Linked DNA regions of Mus musculus: region 2 is linked to region 1. A link is a contact called in public HiChIP or PLAC-seq data. All regions are on one chromosome and are shown on one strand. Each heading gives the region's core, a stretch centred on a gene start, on an enhancer-like site or on the middle of the called end of the contact. The rest is flanking DNA. Distances are from core to core; before and after follow the strand shown.

Evidence for each region. HiChIP or PLAC-seq counts read pairs in DNA pulled down with a chosen protein or histone mark.
Region 2: a contact with region 1 is called in an H3K27ac HiChIP or PLAC-seq map of embryonic stem cells, with 5 times the contacts expected there. The contact joins two enhancer-like sites. A contact is called at or near these places in 1 of 39 promoter capture datasets (stem cell-derived epiblast-like cells) and 1 of 115 datasets of contacts at active chromatin or transcription factors (embryonic stem cells).

The regions. Positions count from the first base shown.
Region 1 is chr14:13,147,573-13,152,320 of GRCm38.p6, reverse strand. No RefSeq gene overlaps it. Among named protein-coding and RNA genes, the nearest start is that of Gm5087, 130 kb to the left of the region's middle. Within about 2 kb of position 2,555, at least 5 of the 459 cell types and tissues checked have an H3K27ac peak or open chromatin away from gene starts, as enhancers often do. A contact at or near this core is called in embryonic stem cells, where this site is marked.
Region 2 is chr14:13,904,162-13,908,909 of GRCm38.p6, reverse strand. Gm281 (cadherin-related family member 3) reads left to right here. Exons shown (of 15, transcript XM_011244864.1): 2 at 3,642-3,838. Among named protein-coding and RNA genes, the nearest start is that of Gm281, 8.0 kb to the left of the region's middle. Within about 2 kb of position 2,294, at least 7 of the 459 cell types and tissues checked have an H3K27ac peak or open chromatin away from gene starts, as enhancers often do. A contact at or near this core is called in embryonic stem cells, where this site is marked.

The DNA of each region.
Region 1 (4,748 bases), core at 1,306-3,805:
CAGCCTGGGACAGAGTGAGGTTAGGACCAGGCACCAGGAATTGACATCTCAGAGTGAGAGCCCACCCAGCTAACTTATTGTCTGTGCTGACAAAGGCAGGCAGATCTCTGAATTCTTTTCCAATGGTAAAAGAGATGTGCTTGCTGAGTTTTTCTAGGACTCAATTGGCTGGATCCATGAGATGGTGATTCATGGGATGATCAAAAGGGAACCTGGAGTAATGGCTAAAATGATATGTAAATAAAAGAGTGGTCTTTTGATCTGCAAGAGATTAGCTATACAGAGAGTTTTTTCAGAAGTGAAAGCGAGAATGGTCTGGAGCATAGGGTTATTTGGAAAGCTGTCTCAAGCAGAACATAGGCTGACAGCTTGTACTCCATGATTTGACTTCAAGTCACTCCCCAACCCCCTTGCTCTCAAAACAAAACAAAACAAAACAAAACAAAAACAAAAAACCAAAAAAAAAAAAAAAAAAAACCACTCCTTTGTTGTGGATAGCCCTGGGGCTAATTATGTTTGATGTTAATTCTATTCTCCTGTAAGTAGCTACAAATAAGGGGTGAGTCAGTGCTCAGGTGATTTCCTGTAAACCTGCTTCCCACCTTAATTTGTAAAATAAAGGAGAGCTGATGATTGGGCAGATAAAAGGGAAGGTGGAGCAGAAGCACATGCACATGGCTTGGAGAAACTGCAAGTTCTAAGGGGTCTCAGATGTGGAAGATGGTAGTGTAGCCTTAGATTTGCCCAATCTAGGTGCACAGCATGTGATCATATTAACTGTGTTTTCATTGCAGGGGCATATTTGGGAGAAGATTTACTGCAACACCCTTCTCTCAGTAATCTGTCTTCAAGCAGAGGCTTGTCCTTGGCAACCTTATGATTTCCTTGGGTACCAAGTACACAGGTGGTACACATGCATACATAGATACAGGAAGAATACTCATACACAGAAAATAAAATAAATAAGTTTGAAAAAGTTAAAGCTTCCCACCTTTTCTTTTATATATTAATGGGCATCACAGAGAAGATGCATTGCTACATGTAGACACTCATATTGACTCACTTGAGAGCCAAGAATCTCACTTTCAGTAAGCGCTCTTGGGTGTCAGTCATAAGTGGTGGATGCACAAGACATACCAAGTAATCACTTGGGAAACAGGAATCTTAGAACAAGAAGAAAAGTTGAAAATATCTAGTAAAGAGCAGGAGCCAAACCACCTCTGAATCTGTAAAACTACAGTTTTGTAGACTGTAGCCCAAAGTGAAATTTTGCCTGTCCACATCTTATGGAACACAAGCAAATTCAATGAGCCTGTGTGGAAGTGCCCACTGTCATTACAGTAGCAATTAAGTGGCTGAGGCAAGGACTCACACTCTCAAGTACTTAGTACTGAGAAAAGTTTAGCAAACTTCTCTGGCAACCATGAGAATGAACAGAGAGTATTTGCAGTATTTCCGGGATAAGCTAAGTGTTCACTCACCATTTTCAGTCAATGTGTGTCTCACTTCCAGATGAAAACTCATTGAAGAGAGAAACTGAGTGAACTTGGGTGAGACACCCAGATACTTTCCATTGAGAGCTAAGCTTCATAGCTTCACACTACTGAGACACCATCTAATGTGTAGGGTACTAAACCCAAAGCAAGCCCAAGGAACTCTTACTGAAAAATGAAGTACAGGTGCCAGGCTGGAAAAATCATTTTTGTTACCATGGTATCATGGTATATCTGGCAGCAATATACTTCTAAAGTCCTAGTGAACATTACTGACCTACGATGCATGGTATGCAAACTTCCACAAGAGAGCCTTTTGGCAATTCAGACTTGTGCTTCAGCAAAATTAAAATACACACATGGCCGTAACAGTCAAAGAATTTTCAGGTGTTGATTACTAGGTAAAACAAAACAGAACACAAATTTAAATTCCAGAGGATTGGCATAATTCTTTTCTTTAATTTCTAGAAATTTAGAGACCACACTGACAGTGAACAGTGGCTTTGTAGAAGACTGCCTCTGTGAGCAAACCGGGTAACATCCTTATTATTTCATTTCTCAAGCCTCCCCTCAGTAGCTGTCTCACAACATATCCATGGGGTAAGCAATGGAACAGATGTTAAAATACTTTTAGAATAGTTGAGTATCTTAAATGAATAAAAGAAAATGAATGGAAAATCACTAGACAAAAGTAAGGACTAATTAAACATCCAAATAGTTGGGCTAATGATCTAGCTCCATAGTATAGCACCTACTTTGATGATGAGGCTTTGGGTTCAAATCTGGTATCAAGAGCCCAACCCTAAATCCAAACAGCTTTAAACAGCACTGTTTGCCTGTCTCTGAATGTAACACGTACAATAGACTTTAAAGAGCTAGCTGGCTGTGTATCATTTTTTCCTATAGCCTACAAAGACTGGTTTCTCTTTCTTAACCTTACCTCTTGATGGGTGTGGTCACATTGGTCACCTGACAAAGTTAGACAATACTAAGGTTGATGCTTTAGGGGGAAAGTATTGTCATTAAGATGCTAGTGCTTTCTTCTTTTCTCAAGCACAGATCACTGGAGAAAATTGTCAAAACCTTTATTCAGACTGGCTATGCCCTCCCAGGTCAGCCTTGCTCCCATCACCATAATAACCCACTTTCACTTTATTCAGAAGTTAATTTAAGCTGATTTTCAGCTGGTGCTTTTGTATTCTTCATTACAGCTCCTACCAGCACAGGATGTGTTGTCACAAGTTGAATCCAAACTTCTGGCTCTATGCAATGATAGTAATGACAATCATAACTACAGACTCTTAAAATGGTATCAAGCACTGTATTCAGATGCACTGTGTTCAGATGGCACCATTTCACTTCCCTGGGGCAAGGTACTTAGCAACACTTCACAAATGGGGAAATTAAGGCCAAGAGATATTATGGGACAGGGTCAAGGGCAGCTTGTAAATGCTGCCACTTAATTTTAAACTGTCAAAAGCTCCTAAGGCAGCTCTCCCAAGGACAAAGCATGGTCCTTCAGTTTTGCAGTAAATCTCTCCATCCCAAATATGCCCTGGCAATGAAAACACAACTCAGTTAATGTGATTATATATTAACTGCCTAGATTGGGCAGATCTACTGCTATACTACCATCTTCCACATCTGTGCAACCCCTTAGAACTTGCCATGTGCTTCTGCTCTGCTCTTTTTTCTTCTTCCTTCTCTGAATCCTTTTCCTCTTCCATTTTCTCCTTCTTCCCTCTTCCACCTTCCCTTTTATCTGCCCAATCGTTAGCTCTCCTTTATTTTACAAATTGAGGTGGGAAGCAGGTTTATAGGAAATCACCTGAGTGCTGACTTATTTGTTGTTCTTTGTTTGAAGCCACTCACAGGAGAACGAAATTAACATCAAATATAATTAGCCCCAGGGCTATCCGCAACACTTTAGTTCTCAGCTTTATCAAATAAAAGGCAGCCCCACTGTTGCTTGGGACAGAAAAAAAGTTTAACTACAGGAAGCTAGAAAGTGTTTCAACTCAGATCAATTTCCCTCAATTCAATCATAAAATAAAGTTAAGGAGAGAAATGTGGATGACCACCAGAAGGCAGCAACAGAGAAGTGCAGAACTTTACCCAGCATGCTGACTGGGAAAGGCAAATCATCTGACATGGAACTGTTTGCTTTCAAGCTGCATGTCTGGTAGAACCTAACCATGACCTCGAAAAGCCACCATGTTTTGCACTTTTAATGCAGTTCTTAGGAAAGGAGGAAGGAAGAAGAAAGGGATGAGAGGGGAGAAGGGCAGAGAAAGTGCTACCATTTGTTGTGGCCATAAACCTGAATTTCTCTGGGAAGAGAAACCTGTGGCCTGCAACCTGAATTTCTCTGGGAAGTGTGCCCTCCCCTCTGGTATACAGAATTAGCAACTTTGGTACGGTTGTCTTGAAGAGGACTGAGAAGATTGATCACGACCTAAAGAGAAAGCTCCCCACCTCCCACCAATCCTAACGTGGCAGTGTATCAGGGGCATGAGTGGATGGCTCTTTTGCAGTTTGTCAGCAGTGCTTGACTGTTTCTCTGGTCCATACTTCTCTAGCTAGCTGTCCTCTCAATAGCACCATTTAGAGATCAAAGGCAGAATTCCACTGGGGTGCAGTTTTATTCCCCTTATTGACCTGTTCTAGTTCCCTGATTTTGTAAACGGGACACTCAGCTAAACCTTTTAGCTGCCCAAGCCAGAAATCTTGGAATCACTGCCTCTCTTTCCCAATTGCAATTCTTCTGTGAAGAAATTTGCATAAGCTCAACCTTCAACTGATATCTGGATTCAGTTTAAGCCCCACTGCTGATATTGGTTTCTTCTCTGAGCCACTGTCCTTACTGTCTGGTACCACTGCATCAGGCCTCGACATTCTGTTGTTGTTGTTGCTGTTGTGGTCATCATTGGCATCATCATCCGTGGTAGTGCTTTGGAGCACATGCATATGGAGGCCTAGAGGACAGCCTTCAGTTTTGTTACTGAAGCCATGTTGTCACCTTGGTGTTTTGTTTGTTTGTTCATGTTGTTGTTGTTTTGAGATTAGGTCTCTTATTGGCTTAGATTGTGCCTGAGTAGGCTAGGCTGACTGGCCAGGGTGCCCCATAGATCATCTGCCTCTCCAAGACTGAGGTCACAAACAGGCTACCATGCCTGTAGCCCTGGCTCTCCTGGAACTCACTATGTAGACATATTAGACTCAAACTCAAAGAGATTTGAGTTGTTGCTTTCTGCT
Region 2 (4,748 bases), core at 1,045-3,544, 760 kb before region 1:
TCCTTCTCTTTTCTTCTCAGACTCAATTATCATTCAGTAGCATGTTGTTTAGTCTGTGCACTTTCTGTCTATTCTATTGTTGATATAGCTTTGTTCATATAGAATACTCTAAATGTTATCTCAAGTTTTCTTTATTTGTTGAGACATACTTTGTGGTTGATTTTAGAAAAAGTTTCATGGGATGCTGAGAAGAACAAGTACTCTTTAATGTCTGAGTAGAATGTTTTATTGATGTCTACTAGGTCCATTTAATTTATGATATCATAAGTACATCTAGGTTTGGGAAAGCTTCTATTATTGGATTGAAAATATCCTCTATGCCTTTGCTATTGTATTCTTCTCCTACCTCATAACTCAAAACTTAGGCCTTTTCATATGCTCCCAAGCTCTACCATGTGGATTCATATGCTTACTTAGAAATTCTCATTGATTATTAAGGCATGATTCAATTCTTTTACTTTTTCTTGTAGCCCACTTTCTGTTTCTGACATGAATTGTTTTGTTGGGGAGGCTTTCCAACTAGTTTTTAATTTGACTGACTGAGTTTTTAATTTCCAGCATCATTGTAGTTTGGCCTTTCTTTTTTTTTGTTTTTTGTTTTTTTTTTTTTTGTTTTGTTTGTTTTTTGTTTTTTCGAGACAGGGTTTCTCTGTATAGCCCTGGCTGTCCTGGAGCTCACTTTGTAGACCAGGCTGGCCTCGAACTCAGAAATCCGCCTGCCTCTGCCTCCCGAGTGCTGGGATTAAAGGCGTGTGCCACCACGCCCGGCTTAGTTTGGCCTTTCTTTAGCAATTCTATTTCTCTTTTGAATTTAATTTATATATCTTGGGTTGATTCCCTTATTTAATTCAGCTCTTTGTTGGGGGTTGGTCAGATACTGCTATGCATTCAAATGCTAAATTCTGTACCCCAAGATCTGGTTGCTCCAAGATGAGCAAATTTCCATGTACATCAGCCTTTGTTGTGCAAATCTTACTCCCCAATTTAAAAACATTGGTTAAATAAAATGGCTACAATTAATTATAGGGGAGAATAGAGAGATGGAGCTTTGAGTTATGCATTCATTATGTGTGTGGGGGTCAGAGGCAGGGACAGTTGGAGAAAGAAAAAAGGAGAGAGAAGGAGCACAGAGGAAGAGAAGAATGAGAGAACAGGATGTCTCCATTAGTCATGATGAACCAGCAGCATGGTCCAGAGTAAAACGCCTCCCAAGAACACCAGTGTTGGGGCCGGCCAGCAGCTCGAACATGTCCGGGTTCGAGCCGGGAAGGCATCTTGGAATCTGGAAGAAAAGAGGGAGCCTAGGCGAGTTGAGAAATAATGGAACCAAGACATGCTAGCCTGCTCAAGGTTCAAATTTTTAATGGCGGACACGCTTTATAAAAGAGGGGGGAAAGTCCATTCCTGCCAATTCATCCTTGGAGCCTGGAACCAGCTGCAGGCGATGACGTGCAAGATAGGACATAGTCTCCAGAATAGCTCCGGGGGCGGGGTGGGGGTGGGGTGCGCCTCTCAGCAGGTAGCAGTATCTTGAAGAGGAACCTTGGAGGTGGCAGAACAATAGAGTGATCTAGGTAGGAAGGCTCCACCCTAGATAATCTCCTTAGTAGCAGCAGGGTCAAATTCTGGCTAGCCTGCTTCAGGCTTATGGGAGGCTACACACCAGACCACTGGAGCAGAAATAACTGGGAAGATTCAGAACTCAAGTATTTGGGGAGCACAATTTAGGAAGTCATCAGTCTAGTGTTAGAAAATTACTAGGGGTAATCCCCACTAATTGGGCAGAGCCTAATGAATAAGTCATAGTTTGGGTCTCATTCACTTGAAGCTAGATGGGGATAAGCCTAGTTCTTTTCCTTTGCTGGGATGACCTTTGCATCATTTGCTCATAGTTACCATAATTCTTTGTAAGATCCCCCAGGTCATTTTCAATCAGATTTATTACTATGAAATTAGTAACTTCTGTGGGTGACATACTGTCATGTTTTTGTTTACTTTTGTTTCTGTGGTAGGACTTGTGCATCTGGAATAATGTGTTAGTTGGGTGTTTCTTTTGCTCAAGTCATCTTTCTTCTTTCCGGATTGAAAAGTACAATGTTCAGGATTTTGAGGGTTTGAGGCCTTGTTTTCTTATGTGGAACTTGTGCTGAAGATTCCAGGTTCTCTTCCTAGTCTTTTGAGAGTCCTCTATTCTCTGCCTGACCAGCATTCAAAGGGCAGCACATTCTTCTGCTGCCTTCTGATGTGATTCACTAAGTCTAGCTGCTCTGTGTAGAGTGAGCTCTATTCAACACAAAGGGTGGGGACAGCACACATAGGGAAAATAGGGAAGTTCAGTGTGTAGTCAGGAGGATTGTGGGAGAGATGTGGCTCCTTGGGTGGTCAGGCTTCTTATGAAATGATTGCAGGGTGGGCTGTATCACTTGTATGAGGTGCATGGCTCTGAGTAGTCTTCAGGTTGTAGGAGCCAGTACTGAATGCTTCATGGAGCTAGCTGTATGAGGTACACAGATCAACAGAGTTCTCTGCTGGCGGCAAGAGCCTATCTGGGTGGGCAGGTGGGTAGTGCCACCTGTGTGGTATGGCTCCATGAGGTCTTCAGGGGGTGGACCTGAAATGGTAATGCTAAGAGGGAAGGCCAAAGGGTTTTGTTTTTAGGGTGCCAACATAATCTTGTCAATTTCTAAGAAGTTCTGAGATTCTAGCCAGATTCTGCCTTAGTTAAAGACAAGAGTCAGTTGAAATTAGGAAAGAAAACGAGGAAAGAGGGAAAAGGAGGAGTAAAGAAGGCCAGTTCTGTGAGGTGCTTAATGACTCTTTGCTCTGAACACATTGTGATTTTGAGTGATAATTTCTCAATACTGCAGGGTAGATGATATTCATAGAAAACAATGTCACTTGGAAAGCCATTTCTATCAGCCTTTCACACAGTGTCTAACAAAATATATAGTGACTTGTAAGATGAAATCTACAACTGCTGTGACTAGACTAGGAAATATATATTGAGAATGATGGCCAATGATCTACATTGTAGTAATGGTGATCAGATGCCCATGAGGTTCAGACAAAGACATTTCTAATGGAATGACAGCAGTTGCTTTCCAGCTTTAGAAAGCATGGGTAGCTAGCCTAGTGTTTGTAAGGCTAGTAAGAGGGAAGACGGGGACCTGAGTCAAAGTGTGAGATTCAAAAATGTCCCCTTGATCAGTTCCCCTCTGTCACCTTCAGAGCCACAGCTATCACTTTGTAGATAGGTGCATCTCCCAAATTTGAAATTCTGAGAACTTTTGATATTCTAACATTTTTACTCTGATTCATAAAATAGTTTCAACCATTTAAGAATAATGGATATGAATCTGGTAAATTTGGGATTAAAATTCTAGCTCTGCCATTGCATGGCTGTGTCACATAAAGCCATTCCTATACTTTTAACTTTCTTCAGCGCAAAACAGAACTAGCAGTACTTTTTGCAAGCTCACCTGTAACAAAAGGTCTCAGACCCTCAACAATCATTTTACTATTCAGAATTCCAAGAAAAAAGGTACTAAGCGGGTAGTGTGCTTTTCCTCTGGGGCTTCACACATGAAAGGGTTTGGGAAGCCTTGTAGGAATGTAAAGTCTAGTTTTGTGTTTTCACTAAGGTGTTCAAGCTGCTCCAAATTTTGTTGTGGAGAATGCGGGCCCCCTCCTGGAAAATGCCTCTTATCATACACGGGCTGCCACGGTCACCATGTCTCTCTCACCTCACACTTCTCTGGTTGGAGATCCTGTTATCCTCAATGCCAGCCCCACAGCACATCCTTTTGTGCTGTCCTACAGATCCTCACATGTGTGGGATGTAAGTATGGAGGCAGATAATATTAGCATAACTCAAGAGATTTAAATGAGACTATCTTCTGTCTTACATTTTATTGCTTGTTTAGATGTGTGTGTGTGTGTGTGTGTGTGTGGTTTGTGTTATGCAGTTTAGGTTGGCCTTGAACTCCTGATGTCTTTTCTTGGCCTTCAAAGTGCAGAGATTATAGCATGTACTAACATGCCTGGCCCTCTTGCATGCTTTTAATTAATTTAACCTTTTATTCTGTGAGACTTTATGGTGTGTCAGACATTTTTAAATTCCTTAAGAATAACAAGGAGCAGCAGTTTTACAGGTACCTATTGAGGGTCTCATCAGATGCAAGGTAATGCCTTACTCTCAATGCACTTACTTACATATGGGGATGCCTGTTAATTAAGGAAATACACACAGAATAAAATTGCAAATATGATCTGAGCAAGGAATTACAAGTTCTCAGATAGGTAGGTGGGTGCCAGGAGCCATAATGAGACAAGCAAATAACTACCAGGTGATCATCCAGAAATGGCCTGCTTCAGATTATTATATAATCTGTGGCAGGTGTGCCCTTATTCAACAAGACTGTAAGGGATTCATTTTAGAAAAGATTCCTGCTATTAATATGCTTTTTCTGCTATTATTAAACATATATAACAATCCCTAAGAATAGCACACCCCTTTGGAGCAGATCTATGAAGAGGTACTGTCTAGTAGTAATGCTATATAGACAAATAAATGACTTCTTAAGTCTTAATGATGATCCATCCTATAAGAATTCCTAAAATTATATTTGTGATTATTAAGCTCTTTTATAGTGGGACTGCTATTAGTTCTTTTCTGACAGTCAAAACTGCAATGAGAACTCTGCCAGTCTCCCAAGTGTCACCAGTTAATTGCTCTTAGATAGTAACCA